Linked DNA regions of Zea mays: region 2 is linked to region 1. Evidence: chromatin contacts called from public Hi-C data. All regions are on one chromosome and are shown on one strand. Each heading gives the region's core, a stretch centred on a gene start, on an enhancer-like site or on the middle of the called end of the contact. The rest is flanking DNA. Distances are from core to core; before and after follow the strand shown.

The links. Hi-C and Micro-C count contacts between places; a contact is called where the count stands out from the background.
Region 2: a contact with region 1 is called in a Hi-C map of leaf, with 3 times the contacts expected there. The contact joins the promoter of LOC100285061 here to the promoter of LOC103639315 in region 1. A contact is called at or near these places in 5 of 25 Hi-C or Micro-C datasets (ear and leaf).

Annotation. Positions count from the first base shown.
Region 1 is chr9:146,073,837-146,079,283 of Zm-B73-REFERENCE-NAM-5.0, reverse strand. LOC103639315 (putative RING zinc finger domain superfamily protein) reads left to right here and starts at 3,346. Exons shown (of 1, transcript XM_008662078.3): 1 at 3,346-4,847. The coding sequence starts at 3,660. The coding sequence ends at 4,496.
Region 2 is chr9:146,243,206-146,248,652 of Zm-B73-REFERENCE-NAM-5.0, reverse strand. It overlaps LOC100285061 (myosin heavy chain-related), which reads right to left and starts at 3,138. Exons shown (of 15, transcript NM_001366713.1): 1 at 3,011-3,138; 2 at 2,786-2,867; 3 at 2,622-2,644; 4 at 2,403-2,477; 5 at 2,285-2,338; 6 at 2,125-2,202; 7 at 1,957-2,025; 8 at 1,742-1,894; 9 at 1,493-1,661; 10 at 882-922; 11 at 483-572; 12 at 305-409; 13 at 49-219. The coding sequence starts at 3,043.

The DNA.
Region 1 (5,447 bases), core at 2,097-4,596:
TGATTTGATATAGTCAATTCACAATTTGGCATCCAAAGGAAAATCTGTATCAGTGTCCATCTTTTTTGTTTGTACCATGTTAGACTCTATTTGGTTTGAGGGACTAAATATTAATCTCTTTATTTTAGTCTTATTTAGTTTATAAATTGTCAAACGGTGGAACTAAAATAAGGACTAAATTGTTTTAGTCCCTAGTCCCTTAAGAGTGACTAAAAGAAACTAAACCACATTAATTTCACCTTTTGTTCCTCATTTATTTCAGTTACACTAATGGCGAGAAAATACTAAGGAATATTTTGATCATCTATATCATCCCAGTCTCCAACAACGTCCTTTAAAAATGGTCCTCTAAAACTACAGTGTTAACATAATTCATTTTCTCCATTTCATTTTATTATATTTGATTTATTTTCATAACACGCTAATTCTTATAATTGAAGCATGAAAATAGTTTTTAATTTATTAACAATATTTATTTTTCGAACTAGCCTTCACACATTCGAATGGGAAATTGATTTTTGTTCTTCGCACAACACTCGTCCACTATTCCAGGACTTCGACGAACGACTTCATGTCCACATCCAAGCGGCACCGCGCCGGCTCCTCCACACCGCCGAGTAGAGATCCAGAGCACCACTACTCAGCTCCACGCCGCCGACAAGCGACTCCGCGTCCATAGCCGAGCGGCAACGCGCCAGTGGATAGAAGTCCTCCCCATCCGAGATCCACAGAGCCGTCGTCAAGCTTCTCCACGACGCCGCCGCCAAACGACTCAGTGCCACCGCAGCAGAGCGCCTACTGCTTTGGTGGTCGTCCTCCCCGGCCGAGCTTCATCGAGCCGTTGCAGGCGAGGACTATGTGTGGTGTTCGTGGGTATAGGTCGTAGCGTCGTAGCGCTCTGATTGCGGGATAGAGGACAAACAATGTTTCTCTACATGTAGCGGCTCAAAAAAGACTCTAAATTTTAGAGTGCCTCTTAGGGTTCCTTGTTGGACGGATAAAGGAGCATAATATCCTCTAAATTTAGAGTACAGATTGTTTTACAGTTCGTTGTTGGAGAGAGTCTTAGTCTCATCTCTCTAGAACCAAATATGATAGAGACTAAAAGAAACCAAACTGTCCTTAATATGCTTGCATCAACAGTTTAACCAAATGAACTCGGGAAGTTCAAAATGATCCTGCAGCATGTAGTCGTACTGCGCCTGATTGCTTTGCTGTGCCCTCACGCTCAATCCCACGCGAGGCTGGCCGGACAGATACAGTAATTTATGACGTATTTGCAGATGCATATAAATAATCTTAAAATAATTTATTTTGCATTTACTGATGAGCCACCGTTTCTTGCGTACATAACAACAAACAGCAGCCAAATCTACACAAGCCAATGGTTTCTCGGTTTCTCAGTTTTAAAATGATTGGCTGCGTCAAACCAAAACCACGATAAATTTAACGTGACGCCTTTCACCGCGCACGTCGAAACTGCCTCCCTTCTCCGGTCCTTCCATCCACGCGGCGGTTTTTTGCTAACCCCGCCCTAGACATGTCCAAACGGGTGGGCCGTGCCGGCCCGGCACGGGCCCGCCTTCGGCCCGGCACGTTTTGGCCCGGCACGTTCCAGCCCGTTAGGTTGACGGGCCGTGCCGGGCTGGGCCACCGTGTCACATCCCAGGCCCAGGCACGGCCCACACATAGCCGGGCCGTGCCGGGCCGGCCCGCAACCCGTTAAGGCCCGCCGTGCTTTGACCGGGTGGGAAGAAAATGAAGTAAAAAAAAGACAGAAAATTCACTTTGGTAGGATTTGAACCTTGGTTGGAGCATTGGAATGTCTAGCTACACCACTCTAGCCAACTAAACCAAACTTATTTTGTGTCTAAACTATTAAAGTTGCTTCTAATATACAAATAAATGCTCTGAAAAATAAAATAAAAAAACCGGGCCGTGCTCGGGCCGGCACGGCGTGCCACGGCAGCGGCCCAAGCCCGGCCCGACTAACGGGCCGTGCCGGCCCGAGCCCGTCAACCACCGGGCCGTGCCGTGTTCGTGACGGGTCAAAACCGTGCCGTGCCACGGGCCGCCCGATGGGCACGGCCCATTTGGACATCTCTACCCCGCCCTCGCACCCGGCCGCCGGTCCGCCGCTGATCCTTCCGTCCCGGGCTCCTCTTCCCGAATTTTTTGCAATTTGGTTCTTCATTCGAAAAAAATTCACGTTTGGACCTTAAAAATTTTAATGTCACTTTTTAACCCTTTACTCGGCGCCGTAGCCTGTGGCGCCGAGGTAACATAGCTCGGCGCCATAGGCTATGGCGCCGAGGTACGTGCTGCGTTGGCACAAACGGATGTCGTGGCGCCGACGTGGTACCGAGCTCGGCGCCATAGATCTTGGCGCCGAGCTCCATTCTGTACAAAAAACTTGTCTAGCTCAGTTGGTAAAATACAAGGCTCTTAACCTTGTGGTTGTGAGTTCGAGCCCCATGGTGGGCATTTTTTAATATTTTTTGTCTTTGTCACTTATTTATTTTTTTTGTTGTCCATATTTTTCGTTTATATCGCTGATTTATCCGTCTTGATTTATTTCTCATCCAGTTTTATTTTTGTGACTGATTTGTTTATTCGTCCAGATTTTTTTTCCCGGCGAGCACAACAGCTGTATATAATGGAGTATACTTTTATTTAGTGCAGAAGAAAAAAAGATGATTATGTGTACTTCTTTTTACTGGGAATATGTTATTATGTATTTAAAATTTATGTTCAAAAGAACTCAATGAAAATATAATATTTTTATTTGATCACTATTGAAGTAAGAGTGTTCTCATTTGATTTTTATTGTGGTTAGCTGAGCAAACAAGGAGAGAAGTTGACGGCTTCTGAGCACTGTGGCACACAGCTGCTGTGCTCGCCGGATAAAAAAATTTGGACGAATAAACAAATAAGTCACAAAAGTGACAAAGACAAAAAGTATTAAAAACGCCTACCGTGGGGCTCGAACTCGCAACCACAAGGTTAAAAGTCTTCAATTTTACCAACTGAGCTAGACAAGTTTTCTATACAGAATAGAGCTCGGCGCCATGATTTATGGCGCCGAGCTCGGTACCACGTCAGCGCCACGACGTCCGTTTGTGCCAACGCAGCACGTACCTCGGCGCCATAGGCTATGGCGTCGAGCCGTGTTACCTCGGCGCCACAGGCTACGGCGCCAAGTAAAGGATCCAAAAATGATATTAAAATTTTTTAGGGTTCAAACGTGAATTTTTTCTGATGAAAGACCAAAATGCAAAAAAATTCGCTCCTCTTCCCCTTGCTAACGGCGTATCTTTCCAATCGCCGCGCTCCACGTGCAATCTCCGTCTCCCGCGACGTCACAGCTCCGGCAGATGCCGTCCCACATAAAACCGCCCCACCTACTCCTCACCCAGCTCCCAATTCCCCTCCCGTCCCGTCCCGTCCCCTCCCCTCCCCTCCGCTCCCGTCGTCTACCCTCACTCGAAACCCCGATTCGAAACCGGCTGAGTTCAATTTGGGGATTTCGGCACCTCGTTCCCCGAAATTTTCTGGATCTGAGTCTGTCGGCCGTTCTCGATTTGCGTCTGGAGTGAGCCTGCGAGTTTTCAGGCTCGATTTGGTCGGGGCCTCGGGGGTCCCGGTCTTCGATTTCGGGGATGGACTCGTCTCCGGTGTCTTATTGGTGCTACAGCTGCAGCCGCTTCGTGAGGGTATCTCCGTCAACTGTCGTCTGCCCGGAGTGTGATGGCGGCTTCCTAGAGCAGTTTACGCAGCCGCCGCCCCGCGGCGGCGGTGGGAGCGGCCGGCGCGGGACGATGAACCCGGTCATCGTGCTCCGCGGCGGATCGCTTTCAGGGTTCGAGCTCTACTACGACGACGGCGCGGGCGAAGGGCTGCGGCCGCTGCCCGGTGACGTCCAGCACCTCCTCATGGGGTCCGGTTTCCACCGCCTGCTCGACCAGTTCTCGCGGTTGGAGGCCGCGGCTCCGCGTCCACCGGCGTCGAAGGCTGCGGTGGAGTCCATGCCATCGGTGACGGTGGCCGGAGGTGGTGCTCACTGTGCCGTGTGCCAGGAGGCCTTTGAGCCTGGCGCCGCCGGACGGGAGATGCCGTGCAAGCACGTTTACCACCAGGACTGCATCCTTCCCTGGCTCTCGCTCCGCAACTCCTGCCCCGTCTGCCGCCAAGAGCTTCCGGCTGCAGCCACCCCAGATGCGGAGGCGGATGCTGGGCTCACCATATGGCGACTTCCTCGCGGTGGATTTGCCGTGGGGAGGTTCGCCGGCGGGCCTAGAGAGCAGCTCCCGGTCGTCTACACTGAGCTGGATGGTGGCTTCAGTAACGGGGTTGGGCCGAGGCGGGTGACATGGCCAGAGGGAGATGGCCAAGTGGATGGTGGTGAAGGTCGGATTCGCCGCCTACTTAGAAATCTATTTGGTTGTTTTGGTCATGGCAGCCGACCAGCAAGTTCGTCGCAGTCCCGTAGTGGCTGAGCACAGTTTTCCTTGTACCATTTTTTCAATTGATAGCACTGAAGAACTAGGGCTAGTGTAAGAATGAAACCCAGATTATAATTTCTTGGGGCTTTGATGTAAATGAAGGCCTATTGTCTCATTAAGAATTATTAAGAGATGGCTATGAGCAAACATCTTGGATTGAGTTTTGCAACCAAATTTGGTCAAACATAAGTGCAAGCCTTCAAGAAAGGAATATCAATGAATGTTTTGGGGAAACAAATCTTTGTCAATATTGTAGGTAGAGAGAACAATTGTTGTATTTGCATCCCTACACCCTACTGTTTGTGTACATACTGAATTGGTTGAACATGAATTTCCATTCTGTTATATCTTATATTGACATTAAAAATCCCAAAAATCTCTGGCATTCCTTATGTTCATCCAGCCACATCCCTTCATTGTTTCAGTTTGAAGTATTTGTGTCATTGATCAGTCATAACAGCTGCCAGCTGAGCACTTGTTTATGCTTAATGGTCATAGGCTCATAGCTAACCCTAGTTTGTGCTCCTATGGCTAACTAGTAAGTGATCTGGACTGTTCTGCAGTTTTGGTGTTTTTGTTAACTCTACTAGAGAAGGAAACATTAAGTCCCTACGCTATTTTAAATGTTGCTCAAATATTTTTTTCTTTTCCTAAAAAATATCACGGTAGTAGATTGGTAGTGTGTTCACCTAGTGCAAGATCATGTTTGGGGTGGCGCACAGGGTGTAAGGGCAATATAAGAATTTATTCAAAGTATCGGAATGACTGAATATAGGACTTCTATGTGTCCTAAAAAGCACTTTAAAATACTGCATGTCCTAGTATGGATGATTAGATGAATTTTCGTTGGATACAACACATGTCCAGATGGATCCTACAAGTTTGGTTGCAGCTTTCGCTCTAGTAGTATACTAACTGCTATTTTTTGAAGAAAATTTCCTACCG
Region 2 (5,447 bases), core at 1,889-4,388, 170 kb before region 1:
TATAACAAATAATCCAAACAAGAAAAATCAAAAGGTCCAGCGATTAACCTTCAGAGAAATATTCTCGGTGACCATTTCTGGTAGGTTTGAGATACTGTTTTCAATTTGTCCATCTGATTTGGTAGTGATATTGCTTACTTCCAACAGGCTAGCTTGTTCAAGTCTTAGTTTCTCCAAGTGAGAACGGAGCTCTTCATTTTGCTTCAGACAATCTCTAACCTGGAATTTTCTGTTAAGTCAAGAGGCAGATTTCTTATGCAAAGGGTTACGTAACATAGATGCACAAGTGACTAAGAAGGCACACCTGGTTTTCCCATTGTACTGTAATAGCTATGGCTTCTTGATAAGAAGTAGATAAGGCCGAATTCTCCTCAAACAGTTTCTCTATTTCTGACGATTGAGAATCAATCTAACACGATAAAAAAATAATCAACATTTGAGACTAGTATGGTCCAAAAAGAAGATAAAGCTGCATCAAGCACCTCCATTAGCAGTTTTTGACGACTCCCCTCTAGCCTCTCAATCATCAAAGCCATGTCATGCAACTGGTTTTCAAGTTTTTCCCTATCTTGCTGTAAAAATGAAATTTGGGTCAGTACCTAAGTACAGTTTGTGTGAATAGCTTAGTGAAGCTAGAAAAATACCACGAACAGACAACACTACAGATGCAAGTAACCATTTCAACCACCCCCTTAAATACTCTTTTAGGTTTGATAAGATCCATCAGGACTAAAGGTGTTTCAACCATCCAGATTGCCAGTTGAAATGCACAGTAAAATATAATGGCTGTATATACCAGAACATGGGATTATGCAGCATTGCAGCATACGTGAAAAAATGTCAACAGAATTAACAAACTTAAAGTTCATTAGATACATTACCATTGAAAATGCCTTGTGTGCAGCAAACTCAGAAGCGTCCTCTGCACAGAAAGAGAAGATTTAATTCAAGGCTACAATCCTCGCAAATATATTTTTTTTCTCGAACATGCAAGAAAATTGCATATCATTCGATTAAGAAAGAAGAGAGTGCAAAAGGGATTATAGAAAACCCCAAAATACACACCCAAGATGACCATAAGTCAAGAGCACTACTGCACTAGCCTAATGGAACTGGCAAGGAACTCCTGGAGGCCTTCTACTCCAGCAGTATAGCGAAGGATGCATTCATTTGTGAATTGTGACTTCGCAGCACCATTGAGATACTGGATTTGCACCATTGAAGACAAAGTTGTTGCAGTTCTCAGCAAATATTATATCTAGAGTGTTGTGCATGCTTAATTTTGGATGTCACAAAATAAGAACTACCTAGCATGTGGCAGTAATGCTACTATAGCATGTACAGTGAAGCAATCAAAGACACTGCAGAATATAAATATGGAAGAAAACGCATGCTAGTAAGTAGAGTGAACTTACATGTTTACTAGCATGGACTGTTGTTTTTCCTGACATTATAAAGGACAGATTAGCATAAGTATATGTATCCTCCATACCTGTAGCTTTCTTTGTCAACATAGTAATTTGGTCTTCCAGCTGTTGCTTTTCAGCCTCCAGAGAAGCAATATGGATTTGTTCTTTGGCTAGTTTTTCTTGCTCTTGTTGCCTCAGCTGCGACTCTTCAGCTAATTTTTGTTGCTCCTGTTGTCTTAGCAGTGACTCTTGCTGTGTTGTTAGTTTAGATGTAATGATTAGAGAAAGCATGAAACAAGATAAAACAGGCAGATTTTTTGAATAAACCTTACCTTTAGCTGTGCCTGTAAATCTTGTATCTCCTTTTCCATGGCAACAGATTCCTCAGTCGATATTCCCATTGTATATCCACTGTAAGAGTGTCCCATTACTTGCTGCTGCAGGGTGTTTAGCTGTGCTCTCAAGGAGGCTGAGTCTTCTTCTGCCTGTACATTTCAAGATCAGCAAAGTGATCATACCGCTAATAAGAACATCTTGCAATAAATACCTTATACTGTTCTTCTTCTGCTTCCTTGAGCCGTTTCTTCATGCTCCTGAGTTGAGCTAGAGCATCCTCCTACTCAGCATACCAGGCAAAAGACATAATAAGAAGGCATGCATAAATAGACCATCGGACACATGATAGCACAAATGCAACAAAACACGTGTTTATTACCTTAGCAACTACAGCAGCATCTTTCTCCAAAGAAATGTCATTCAAGTTTTTTTGCAAAGAGGGAACTACATTCCGCTCCTGCAGAAAACAAATCATGCCAAAAAAATAAGAGAACCAAAACCTGGAGCTCAGCACCTATAACAATATACTCTTGACTCACGAGATCATTCAAACGGTTTACAAGGGCATCCTTCTCAACTCCCTTCTCATCAATCTAGCAGAGACAATCAACGTCAGAACCTCGTATACACAATGAAACCAAATTGCATGCAAAGTACCTTGGACAAGAGCATTTTGTTTTCCCTCACCAATTCCGTGTTCCCATTTTCAAGTTCTTGAACTCGAGCAAGAAGCTAGCATTCACACAATGACACAAAAATTCTTGGTTACTCTCTAGAAAACACCAGGGGCTTATATTTGCAACCATAATGCAATTTATCAAGTATCAACGATCTAGTGCTCCTGAATACGTGAACGGTATAGTATGCTAAACTGACCTCAGCTCCGGCTCTTTGGTTCCCTAAAGATCATCAGCATTGGTAGAGCCATACAGGGAAGGAAAATACAGCACAAAGTTAACATCAAATTAAACAAATGAAGAGAACACCACAACGAATAGTGATCAAGTGAGGGGTGGAGCGAAGCATGTAGGTGTAGCAACCGTGAGAGTCGACGTGAGACGCCGCGATCGGGAGGGCGTGCTGCATCCTCTCGGCGGCTCTCTTCTGCCGGATCTCCTCCAGCTGCCACAAATACGGGCACAAGATTGACATAATTGGGACCTCGGGTCTCAGATCTCAAGTCTGGTACTAGCGGGAACACGGATCTGCGCGCCATCTCATTCGAAAAAGGGTCGAAATAAAGAAAAAACGAGAAGGGGGCATACGGTGCGGCGGCCCCGCGAGGCGTGGGCTTCCATTGCCGTGTCCGCTCAACGACCGATGGATCGATCTATTTGGGAGCTCCGGTTCTAGGCGGCCGGAGCTCCCTGGTTCCCTCCGTTCTCCGATGCTGGGGGGGGGGGGGGGGGGGGGGGGCGAGATAGGCGAACGGGCGAGTCAGGCATGTTTGCATACAGAGCTAGCGTAACCTGACCTTGCTTAGCCAGGCAAGCTTAGCCTTGCCCGTTGAGGAGAGCCATTTTGACTATCTTGCTAGCGGCTAAAGTTAGTCTATGTCATATCTAATGTTTAAATAATAATTATAAGTATTAAATATAGTATAATTATAAAACTAATTAAATAGATAAAGACTAAAAGACGAGACAAATTTATTAAATGTAATTAAACCTATATTTAATAGGTATAATTAATATTAAATATTTGATATGATAAAAAATAAACTTTAGTCAGATAAATCAAACACCAAATCAAACACCGAAAAAACTGACTTGCACAGAAATCAAGACATCAAGGTAAGCGAACCAATCATATTGTTTCCTTCAGCTTCTAGCTAGAGGCCTAGTGGGTTCTAAATTTTATATTACGAGGCTTATCTCCAGCAGCTTATCCATCATATCTCCTATCTTACCTCTTATTTCAAAATTCAGTATATGAATAGTACAATTTACAGTATAAAACACTATTTTACATGATCATATGTACGATATGTTGGAGATAACCTAAGATTTATGGATCAGATCATATTAAGATCAGACTTTATTTATATTTATTTTTAAACTAAAATTAATTAAGGACTCAAACTAAACGTGAAAAATATTTTGATCGTGATCCATTACCACACATAGTCCTAGCTGAACAAGTCTAGGTGAGACTTGTCTAGGGAACTTGAGGGTGGTGCAATTACCTTGTGGGTGCATAGATATTGCCCCTGTTTGGTTCAGCTTCTGGGGGCCTTCTGGCCGCCAGAAGCTAGAAGCTGAACCAAACGCTCAACTTTTTAGCCAGCTTCTATAAAATTCGTTTAGATAAAAACCATTCAAAATCAACATAAAGACATAATCGGTTGAGTTGTTGCAATAGTAGTAATCCGTCACTTTCTAGATCCTGAGTCCTATGAACAAGTTTATCTTCCTTCGCACGTAATCCTAATAATACTTAGATTCTCTACACAGCCAGATTCTCCTCACAGCCAGATTCTCAGAAAAACTGGTCAGAAAAAAGCTGAACCAAACAGGCCCATTATGTGATGATGGTGCATATAAGGTGAAAATTTGCTCTTTATAACTAGTTCAGTATATTTTAGGGGTGCATCTGCACTCCCTAAATTATATATAGCTTCGCCCCTGGTTGGAGACAAAATAGTCATTCGTTGAGATCACATCTATCTTTCAATTAAAACACATTGCCGTATTTCGGTCCGAACCAATATAACTCCTCCGTTCTTTTTTGTTTGTCACGTTTTAGTTCAAAAATGAACTAGCTAGCGACAAATATTCAAGAATGGGTTGTAGATTCTTGGTCCGAACCAATATACTAGTTCCTCTGTTCGCTTCGGATTAAAGCCAGCTGTTTGGACTGCTACAGCTGCAAACTATAGAGACAAAACACTGAGAAGTAGTAGAAGCAGGTACGGATTAAACTATGAGAATATTAGAATTTTGCCATAATAACTTGGATTTGGCTCAAATGATATTAAACTTGTGGATCATCATATTGAATCATGCAACTAGGATAATCATATGGTAGGATTAGCAAACCTATATGGTTTAAAAATGATTATGAGCATGACACATAGGTCTTCAAAATTCCTAACAAATGATATTAAAATTTTTAAGTGACATCTAAAATCTACTAATGGTGTCATTTGATTTATATGCGCCAAGTCCGAATTATAGATGACCTACACCTAAATATCACTTGAGTAATGTTCACACTCACATGACATTATCCTTTACACGGTATCTTGACCTTAGAAGTCCAAGTACATATCTCCTACAAGCATTCAAAATTTCTATGCACATCTTAAGGGACAACTCTATAAATCGGTATCTTTGAGACTAACACTTTTAAAATATTATCACACATGTAGTAGTATCATTGAGGGAGAATAGAATCCTTGGAGAAAAGCAATGCGATTCAACTTCAAGAAAATTCAGCGATTGATATCATATATACTAGTATCAAGTTTAATTGGTATCAATATTCTTTGTCATCTTATACATGCCTTTTATATTCTTTATTAAACTACAATCAAATATAATTTATTACACCCCTCTAATATGCATAGGATTTTTTTTACTGATATCATTAGAGTATATTTTTTCACATTCATGCATATAGGAGGAGCCTAGTCTATATAATGCAAATATTAAATTCTTTGTGATCCACTCCTTCCAAAAAAGAGAACTTTCAAGTTTTAGA